2 separate regions of the Astyanax mexicanus genome follow, and region 1 is linked to region 2. Evidence: chromatin contacts called from public Hi-C data. All regions are on one chromosome and are shown on one strand. Each heading gives the region's core, a stretch centred on a gene start, on an enhancer-like site or on the middle of the called end of the contact. The rest is flanking DNA. Distances are from core to core; before and after follow the strand shown. Region 1 overlaps lpgat1 (lysophosphatidylglycerol acyltransferase 1). Region 2 holds the start of lpgat1 (lysophosphatidylglycerol acyltransferase 1).

What was found. A called contact is a pair of places that touch in the nucleus more often than the background predicts.
Region 1: a Hi-C map of muscle shows a contact between it and region 2, with 12 times the contacts expected there. The contact joins the enhancer-like site here to the promoter of lpgat1 in region 2. A contact is called at or near these places in 3 of 3 Hi-C or Micro-C datasets (blood and muscle).

What each region holds. Positions count from the first base shown.
Region 1 is chr1:86,080,143-86,085,481 of AstMex3_surface, forward strand. The region is part of intron 6 of lpgat1 (lysophosphatidylglycerol acyltransferase 1); the gene reads left to right. Among protein-coding and RNA genes, the nearest start is that of nek2, 12 kb to the right of the region's middle. Within about 2 kb of position 2,944, the one cell type or tissue checked has an H3K27ac peak away from gene starts, as active enhancers do.
Region 2 is chr1:86,026,434-86,031,643 of AstMex3_surface, forward strand. lpgat1 (lysophosphatidylglycerol acyltransferase 1) reads left to right here and starts at 1,860. Exons shown (of 8, transcript XM_049485057.1): 1 at 1,860-2,463.

The DNA.
Region 1 (5,339 bases), core at 1,694-4,193, 55 kb after region 2:
GCCCATGGGCTGTGCTGCTGTTGCTCACTCCTCTCCTTGCTCGCTTTTTCCTGTATTCAGGTGCGAATAGTCATCTCACACTCTGGTGCGAACAAAATCAATCAGTCTGAGACCTGCCAAAAGAGGTGGTCTTGGTCCGGTCTCAAGCAAAATCTAGAGTGGTTTGTTTGTGCTGAAATCGTGATTCGGTCTTGCTGTGATTTATCCCAACTCTCAACTATACTCCACAAGTGTGAGCTAAACAACTCATCAGGTGCAGTTTAACCTGATTTATTACCCAGAAAATAAGTACAGCAAATGCCATCTCTGCTGTTGCTCCATGCTAAACTTCAGAAATATACACTAGTCCAGAACACAGGACCTTCTTTCTGTATATACTTTCTTGCTCCCACCCCAAACAGCTTTGACCAATAAACAGAGAGAATGTTCTCACATGTGACACACTTGTTGTGACCCACTTCGTCTTTTCATTGTGCAAAACAAACCAAATTCAATAACTTATTAACTTAACTCACTGCCTTACGTTTATAATAGTGAGAAAAGACAGGAAACAGTCATGAGCTCTTGCACTTTGATTGCCACAAAAAATCTTGTCATAAATATTACAAATAGCTTATTGTTTGGAGGTTATTGCATGAGAACATGCCACATATAATAAACACCAATAACCAACTGTTAATTATCTACCAGAGGATCATAATGATAATAAAGGTATGAGCCTGTCTGCAATGGCCATCCATTTATTGAGGAAGTAATGTGTGAATCATCTGTTAGTATTAAACCTGTTATTTACCATTTAGCACATAAAAAAGGATGAACAGTGCAATTGATACACAGTTCATAAGAAATTCTCAGCGTGAAAACAAACCTGTTATATTGCCTTCTCCACCTAAATGAGTCCAGACAGGTGTGGAAAATTGTGCAGGAGATGTTCAAGGAGTTTTTGGGCCTTGAGTTACTGATAATCGTTCAAATAAATATATATGATTAGTGCCTAACATCAGAGGAGATGTAGTAAGAAAAGGTTACAAGTCCATTATAGGTTGAGGGTGGCTGTTACATGTGTAAGTTACAGTGTTTTTGTCCAGCCCTACTTTAAGCTGAAGATGAGTTTCGGTTGTCCTTGTGTCTGGTCTTCTCCCATTGATGTTAATTTCCATCTTGCTTATCTGTTGTTCACTGGACCTCTCTCCATCCATTAACTCTCCATCTTCTTCCTGAATTTCCATATTTCTGCAGCCCATTATAGAAGCATTCCATTAGTACTGCAGTGGATGCCAGAATCTGCCTCAGCTTTCACATTAACTGCTCAAGTGCATGTTGGGCATCTTCATGTCATGGAACAGGAGGGATGTGGCTGTTTATGCTCATATGCATTCTATTAATACTTAATTAGAGAGGCATTAGGAGGCCTTAAACTTTGACATGTGCAGCTAGCTGGCCTAGGGCTGTACAGTATACTGATGTATCAGTAAGTTATTAGGAGTGTAACAATACACTCAGTCCATGATTCGATTTAATTTAGTATGCAGGGTTCATAATTTGATATTGCTATCATATTTTGAAATTACAAAAGTGCAAATAGGGCTGAAACAGAACAAATTAAAATGTTGAAAAGGCATGAAACTAAAATACCAACCATTTAAATATTTCACACAACCCACAAAATGAATTCAGGATACCAGAAATCTCATGGCATGTAAGTGCAAACAGAACTAAAATAGAGCAAATTTAAATATAAAAATTGCACAAAAAGTAAAATAGTTACCAATTAAATGATACACTAAGTCTACTGTAGGGGTAGGCAATTTGACCCTAAAATAATATCGCGATATTTCATGATATTTTCAAAATAACAATACTCTTGGCAGTATGACAAAACACAATTAGAAGAAAAAAAATTCAAGAATACACTACTGCAACAAAATGAATATTAAATTATATTACAGCATTCAGTATGATATGGCACACCCCTAACTGAGATATTAAAAAATACGAGAATTTTTTCAGATTTGTAACAGAAGTCAGTTATCCAGAATATCATTGAAAAATGTTAGTGATATTATTGTGTAAGTTACGATATGGCATACTCCTAGTCTACAGTTCAATTCTATTCAGCATACAGGGTTTACTGTTTGATATTCTCATTATATGAGAATAAATTAAGTTCAAATATAGCTGAAATAAAGCAAATTAAATATACAAATAAAATGAATAAAATAGTAAACATTTGAACAGTGTTCTAAATCCACAATTCAAATCACGGAACAGGATTCAGTATTTGATATTTTCTTTATATTTTGATCAAGGTGTACATTACGAAAATGCAGATTATATCAAAATGAAATAAAAGTAAAATAGTGAATATTTAAGCAGTAAAACATCACAAATCTGATTAATTAAAAGCCAGACAGAACAGATCAGTCTTAACCCTAATCTAAAATGTGTAGAGAATGCAGAGAGCCCTCAGATCATCAGGAAGGGAGTTGTGAAGATTAGGGCCGTTATAGGAACAGTTGGAAAACTTCTGCTGGCTGATCTGAGGGCTCTTGAATGTAGCAGCCGTGTGTTGGCAGGGGTGTCCGAAGGTTTTACAGATTGGAGCAGACAGGAGTGACACATGGTTAAAGTGGGTGAGTGTGAAATATAAAAAATGTTGCCCACATAGACCTCCTATTTTTTAGAGCTTATAAACATCTGTTTGTTTTAATTTATTTGATTTATTGATTTATTGTTGTTTGGGTTGGAGGGGTATTTTGGGGGATAATAAGGAGCAGGGAAGTATTTCCACACCCCTGATTTAAATATTGTGACGTAAGATCTTTGCCATATTGCCCCCTAAATCGCTGTGTTTCCACTGCAGTGTGGATGATGGCAGTCTGTCTCTGTGATGCTGCGGTGGATGAGCTGGCCTGTGTCCTGTTAAGTGGAGCTTGTGTCATTATTGCGTTGGTGTGTGTGGACGTGTGTGAGCGCTGGGTTTGTTCTTCAGAGGAGAGCGAGTAACCTCTAGGCTTGTTTGAAGGTGATTTCAGGGGGTGTGTGTGTGTGTGTGTGTGTGTGTTTGTGTGTCAGAGCCGACTCAATGGGGACATCTGCTGGAAGACACTGTGCTGAATACACACAGCTACAGTGGGCTGTGGGTTTAAATCAGGACTAACGGTGGTCTCCAGATGTGTGCTTAGCTCTGCAGTCAGACAACATTCAAAAATAAGCTTTAGGCCAGATTTTAACATTACTGGCAGTAGTCTCGGGAAAAATCTATTATTCTTATTAATATACATGTTAATATTTTCTTTGTCAGTTTCTGAATAACTTTACAAGTTTATGCCAGTTTGTCAGAGCAAAGGTCACAAGCTTCTGCTCTCTATAAACACTTTATTCTAAAAGAACTACGAGCTTCTAAAAGACACTGACTATTTTAGCTCATTTGATTATTAGGAGAAAAAAATGAATATATTTAACTACATTCCTGTCTGTAAAATTCAGTACATTAATAGGAATTCTGTCTAAAATGTGCACAAAATTACATATGTAAGTTCTGTTTACTAAATATCTTTACTTATTTACACTTTAACAATTCTCCAGGTTTTTGTATATCAACACTATCTTGCACAATATTTAGCCATCTTAAGTCATCAGATTTGTTACCAATTTATGTTACCAAGTTTATTAAACTACTTTAGCAGAAGCAGTTTTGTGTACACAACCATTCATTTTTCATGCAGATTATGTTAGCTTGATCAAGTTGAACCCAGCTACTGGGTAGTGCTGGATGATATGACCTTAAGTCATATATGACAATATAATATTGGATGCTCCAAAAAAACAGGCGCACAGGATTATAAGGCGAACTATCAATTTTCTGGTCTTATTTCACACACAAGGCGCACAAGATTATAAAGTGCATTATTTTTAAAGTCAAACGACTTTTGGATGTTAATCTACACACATTTCTCTCATGAGTACTGTTTGTTTGGGTGGTTAAAGTGCTTCCTTTTATCTTCAGTAAGCCTAAATTTCCAGATTTCCACTTAGGCTAGCCAGACTGCGCTACAATGAGCAACCCTGAGTGTTCCGATAAAAGCTAGCGGTTTGTCCACATAGCTTGTTGTAATATTGGAAATGGGGAGACTACAAGCCAATAGTACTCACCTCTGTATGGCAAAAGAGCTAACTAGTGCTTAGCGGGTAGTGCTAATGCTACTCCAGTAGTGCTAGAAGCAGGCTACAGGTTGATAATAATCACCTGGCAGAAGAGTAGCAAAAGAGCTAGCGCGGTTAGCGGCTAATGCTAGTACTGTTCCTTTTTGGAATCTCGGTGCTGGAAAACTAAACTATAGAACTAAAATATAACGCTGTACTTCTGCAGAGAGGCCTTACTGCTCCTTACAACCTGACTGGTAAAATTCATACATAAGGTGCCGTATAGTGCGAACAATACGGTTCCTATGAGGCACATTGTGGGGTTTTTTTTATACACCCCAGCAGTCTATAAAGGTATTACTATAATATTTACAATATTGGTAATTCTCCATGTATTACCTAAGCATTTTAGTAGCGCAAGGCTCTCCCGCCCTGCTCCTGGAAAGCTACCGTGCAGCAGATTTTAGCACTTATCACTAATCAATCCCACCTGATCATCTAATTGATCATCTAATAATAACTGCTACTAGGAGAGCTTGTTAGATTTGGGATGGGGGTGTAACCTTCAAGCCGATAGCTCTCCAGCAGCAGAGTTTGTGATCTCTAGTGAAGTATATACAGAGCAGTAGTATACACACATACAAATATTTTCTTCATGACAAGCCTTGTTTTTAAGTAGAACAGCGTGTATTAATTGCAGTATGTGTCTGTGTTAATCCATGTTTCTATCACTTGCCGCAGAAAGGCCAGCGATTTTTGTCGGGCTGGGAAACAGCAGTGATTTGTTACAGTGCTTTCAAACACACTTACAGGAAACAGCCGATATTCGTCTGCATTGAGTAAACAGACGCTAGAGCATGCATTCATTTCATTAGCGTCATACAGAGAGCATTCAATCACTCGCAGGACCGTGATTAAGGTCTTTGCTTGTTCAAATTACAGAGAGGGAATGACTTACTGATTTATGTTTATGTTTTAAGTTCATGCTGGCCCTTCCTTTGTTTCATAACTTATTTCTAGAATAATATGCATACAGTGATTCATACATATATACATATGAATCCAGTTGTTATTTTTTCTATAGAATAATAAATGCAATCACTTTCTTTTATTTAAAAGTGGTGCAGAGTGTTAGCTGTACAAGAGGGCAAAATCATTACAATCAAGAAAAAAAAATGTACATTTACTTTATT
Region 2 (5,210 bases), core at 610-3,109:
ACATATTTTTACATTGTGCAGCAAAATTACCACTGTACAGTTCATACTAAAACTGATCAGGTTATTCTCTGAGTGAAGTAACACTGTGATTTAAATCCAAAGTTTGTGCCACTTTAAACAAGTGGATGAGATTTAAGCGAGTTAAGAGATGTGTGGAAGCATGCAAGTATGGAGTGTTCTAATGTAATTAGAAATATTACCTTTTCATAATATACAATATATTATAAATATATATGCCAGAACTCTTAGTGCTGTTTTGGTACACAAACTGACATAAAGGTCTTCATCAGACCTCAGGCCTTTAGTGAGAAAAGAAAAAGTAGTCTGCGAATGATCAAATTGGAATACTTGTTCTACTTTTGGAATAAGGCCTGGTCCCTTCCTTATAAGGTTTGCATCAAGTTTACAGATACAGAACAGAACTGATCATTTTGCACAAAAGATCCAGATTTTTTTTGGATAAAGCTAGTTACAGGAAATATATACATTTGATTCAACATTGATTCAAAGTTATGGTATAAAACTTTACTTGCATTAAATATGTATATCTTATTTTATCTGTAGAGCTTGTATTGTGTTCTTGCAGTGTAGACATTTAAAATATGAACTAATATTATATATATAATTTGAAGGGGGCACCTTTCACCTAAAAGCATTGTGAGTGTAAAACCATATAAACTTTAAATGTACATTAATTTAAGGTCAGAATTACAAAACTACTTAAATAAAGGTTGTGTAATGGTTGTTTTTTAATCATCAGCTTTAAATGATATGCATTACATATGTGCCATTAATAAAGAAATACTTTTTTTTGTTATTATTTGTTTGACCTCCTCAATCATAGTTACAATAAGATTAAATATACAGAAAAACAAATGAGGTAACCTAATTTCGGTCTTTTGAAGAACCAAATGTGAGTTGTAGGAATGAGTGAAATTAAGGGACACAACTAAAATGTGTATTTTAAATGAACTAAACATTATGGATTTATTATTTATATATATATATATATATATATATATATATATATATATATATATATATATATATATATATATATATATATATATATATTTTTTTTTTTTTTTAAGCATAAATATGATTTGGAGTCACACACACCAATGCAAAAAATAAACATCTCTGAAAGATTTTAATTATGGACTTTAAAAAGAATTTAATAATTAGAATGTATATTTAATGTATATTTATCCAGTTTTTTTAAGGATTTTAAAAAGGATTTAATAATTTAATAATATTTTATGGTAAAATGTATAGGTATCCAGGTTTTTTAAGGATTTTAAAAAGGATTTAATAATTTAATAATATTTTATGGTAAAATGTATAGTTATCCAGGTATTTTTTAAGGATTTTAAAAAGGATTTAATAATTTAATAATATTTTATGGTAAAATGTATAGTTATCCAGGTATTTTTTAAGGATTTTAAAAAGGATTTAATAATTTAATAATATTTTCTGGTAAAATATATAGTTATCCATGTATTTTTTAAGGATTTTAAAAATGATTTAATAATATTTTATGGTAAAATATATGGTTATCCAGGTATTTTTTAAGGATTTTAAAAAGGATTTAATAATTTAATAATATTTTATGGTAAAATATATAGTTATCGAGGTATTTTTTCTGTTAAAAGCTAGTTACAAGGTATTGCAGTTAAAGATGCATGCTGTGTACAGGTATTACAAACAAATAAATAAATAAAGTACTATATGTGCCCTTTCTCTGTTCGTGACTAACCCTGACACGGGCCCTTTAACACCCGGGCCGGTGTGTCCCGGTCAGCGCGGGCCGGTTGGTGGCGCTGCTCGGCTGCCTGAGCGCGGAAGCTGCGCGGTGTCTTTCCGCTGAGCTCCGGCTCTCGCTGCACTGAAAGCCCAGCCAGCAGCTCCTCCACACGGCCCGGGACCAGCAGCCTACTCGCCCAGCCTACCCAGCCAGCCTCCTGCACTCCACCCTCCCCGCGGACTCGTCTTTCTGGGGATTTTTCTGATCTATTTCTTTCCATCATCTTCTTCTCTTCCTACTGGAGTACCGTTACGAGTTTCCACCAGCGGATCGGATCCTCCTCCTCCAGCAGCAGCAGCAGCAGCAGCTCCATAACCACCATCAACTTCGAGGCCAAACGCGGGGTTTAGCGGCTGTACAGTTCCTGCTGATGATCATCCGCTGAATTAACTACTGGTATCGCTGGCTGTATATCAGTAATAGTAATAGCTAGTCTGAATAACTGGCATTGTTATTATTCATAGCAGCATCATGTTGCTGTAACTTCGCTCCCAGCCAATGCATCATCTCAGAGCGGCGCGGAGATCATGATCATGATTTAGGGCTTTTGGATTCATCCTGATCTCCATGTGACTTTGACATCGGGCCCGCCTGTCTGCCCGCCTGCCTGCCAGCTCTTCCCCCGGCTGGCTGCTCTTCGTCGTCCGGCATATTGCACGGTGAGAGCCGCAAATGGCAGCACTTCATGAGCTTGAAGTTGTTTCCTTCTTTGATTCATCCGTTCCACCTTAAATGGTGCAGCAGATACACTCGGGCGCCCATGGCGTCCGAGTATAACTGCTGCACCATTTAAGGTGGAACGGATGAATCGAGAAAGGAGACAACTTCATCTTGGTTAGCACTCCTCTATCACTAACCCAGTTAGAAAGCTAGCTACAATAGCACGTCTAAAATATTTTTTATACATTATTCACATATTTGTGATCACCTTTGACTTCTGTGTTTCGTAAACACGTGTGTTTGTGGCAAACGAGACTCGAGAGGGCGGGCTGCGTCCTAAACCGCTATACGCTGTTTAGGTTACGTTATTGCCCAAAACACACAGGGAAACACACCTCCATTAGGAACGCCATTGATCTGTATGTGTACTAGATATAACGTTAGTGGTAACTAGCTAAGCTAGCTAACCTATGTAGCTGTGTGGGATTTGGACGCAGCCTGAGTTGTTGTAGGTTAATTGCCATCATCATCACCATCTGTCACCTTGAGCTGGGCTGGCAGCTTTCTTAGTTCATTTTAAGCTTAATTTGGAGGTTAAACGATGTGTCCTCGCCAGTCTTAACTCTCTCACACACTCATTCACTCACTCTCTCTCTATATGTGTGCACTGTCTTTAGCTATATTTTCTTTGGTGCTTGAGCAATTTTGCACCTAGTACTGCGTGGTACTTTTTGTTCCTCCATATTTTAACCTCACAAACGGTTTGAGGGGAATCAGCTATATAACTAGAGTTTAGTCTGGGTTGGTTGACTGAGGCATGTGTTCCCTAGACCTCAATGTGTAGGACATGGGGTGAGTGGGTGGGGGTGTTAGTAGGGGTGTTGTGTCGAGTTGTGCTACCTTGTCAAACCGTGCTACCCTAGTAGTATATTTAACTTCAGAATTGCAAAAGAAGGATCATATTAGAGCAAGTTCTCAGAGGACGTCTGTGTAAATCTTTGGAGAGCACAAGTCACTGTATCATTGTACAGTTTGTTGTTGTGGCAGTGAGAGGTCATTACGAACTACTTTTGTATTTTGTTTTTAACAATAATTGTTGTATTTATTATTATTAATATTAATTTTCATTTGCACGTTTGTGCAATGACAATAAGGCCATGTTGTCATATGCACAAAACAGAAAGAAAAATGTATTTAAAAAAAAAAATCTGGAAAAATAATTAATAACTGTAGGTCAGCGCATGCGCAGTGCCTTTAGGAAGCACATATCGATGGGTAGCGTAACCCGACGGAACAGGGGGTCACTACTGAAAGCCCCTGTTTAACTAACTAGTTAGCGAGGTTAGCTAACCTTAACTTACCTTACCTAACATAGCAATGTGGTGAATTCCAGTAAATGTTGGCTCCAAGTTTTACTATCTAATCTCCCACTTTTAAGTCTTAAACACCGAGCAGACAGACCCCCTTATCTGTTTGGCTAACGGTAGCAGTTAGCTGAGTCTGGCTAACACAACTGTTTAACTTCTTCTGCTCGGCTAGCTGTAAAGATTGTGTTTTTCAAGGGACAGCCCGTGTCACTTCGTGTTCTCACCTACAAAGGCTACATTTTGCGGATTAAAAGCTAAATAATGTGTCTGGTAAAGTCATAATAAGTTTAAATCGATAATCCTACGTTTAATCATAACATTAACCTGCTAGCTAGCTAGCTAGCCCAGGGGCTGTATCAGACTCTTATCATTCACGTAGAGGCTACGTTATCGTTAGCATGTCAGGCTAACCTAACGTTTGCGCTCCAAATAACGCCTTCTTTCAAAGGTTTCTAGCTTAGCTAGGTTAGTTAGTTAGGTTAACTTAACTAACTGGATGACATACTGCATTAATGTCTTTAAAATAATAAAATGTACAATATATACAGACTGTCTAAATGTTAGGCATGTTTGCTGGCTATGTGAACGGTTATATGTAGGTTAGGTTAGCTAGTTAGCTAACTAGCTTCCTTCATTAAGCTCACCTAAACCGTTAGCTTAAATCTGTTGAAGATGCTAAATCTGATGGCAAATATTAAAAGTTTGGTTCTTGACCAGCACCGGCTACGTTTTGTTGGAGTTTGATGGTTTGGCTGTGGTTTAAACATACAGCTCTAGAAAAAAGGAGAGACCACTTCAGTTTCTGAATCAGTTTCTCTGATTTTGCTATTTATAGGTATATGTTTGAGTTAAATCAACATTGTTGTTTTATTCTATAAACTACAGACAACATTTCTCCCAAATTCCCAAATATTGTCATTTAGAGCATTTATTTGCAGAAAATGAGAAATGGCTGAAATAACAAAAAGATGCAGCTTTCAGATCTCATATAATGCAAAGAAAACAAGTTCATATTCGTAAATCTTTAAGAGTTCAGTAATCAATAAAAAAAGTTTTTTAATCACAGTTTTCATGCATCTTGGCATGTTCCTCCACCAGTCTTACACACTGCTTTTGAATAATTTTATGCCACACCTGGTGCAAAATTCAAGCAGTTCAGCATGGTTTCATGGCTTGTGATCACCCATCTTTCTCTTGATTATATTCCAGAGGTTTTCAATTTGTTAAAATCAAAGTTACTCATCATTTTTAAATGGTCTCTTTTTTTTTTCCAGAGCTGTATCTAACCTGATTAAGCTGGCTGACTAGCTAATTTAAACAAGTTGGTCTATCAGCCTGACCAGCATGACTAAAACATCAAATCCAACACTAAACTATGC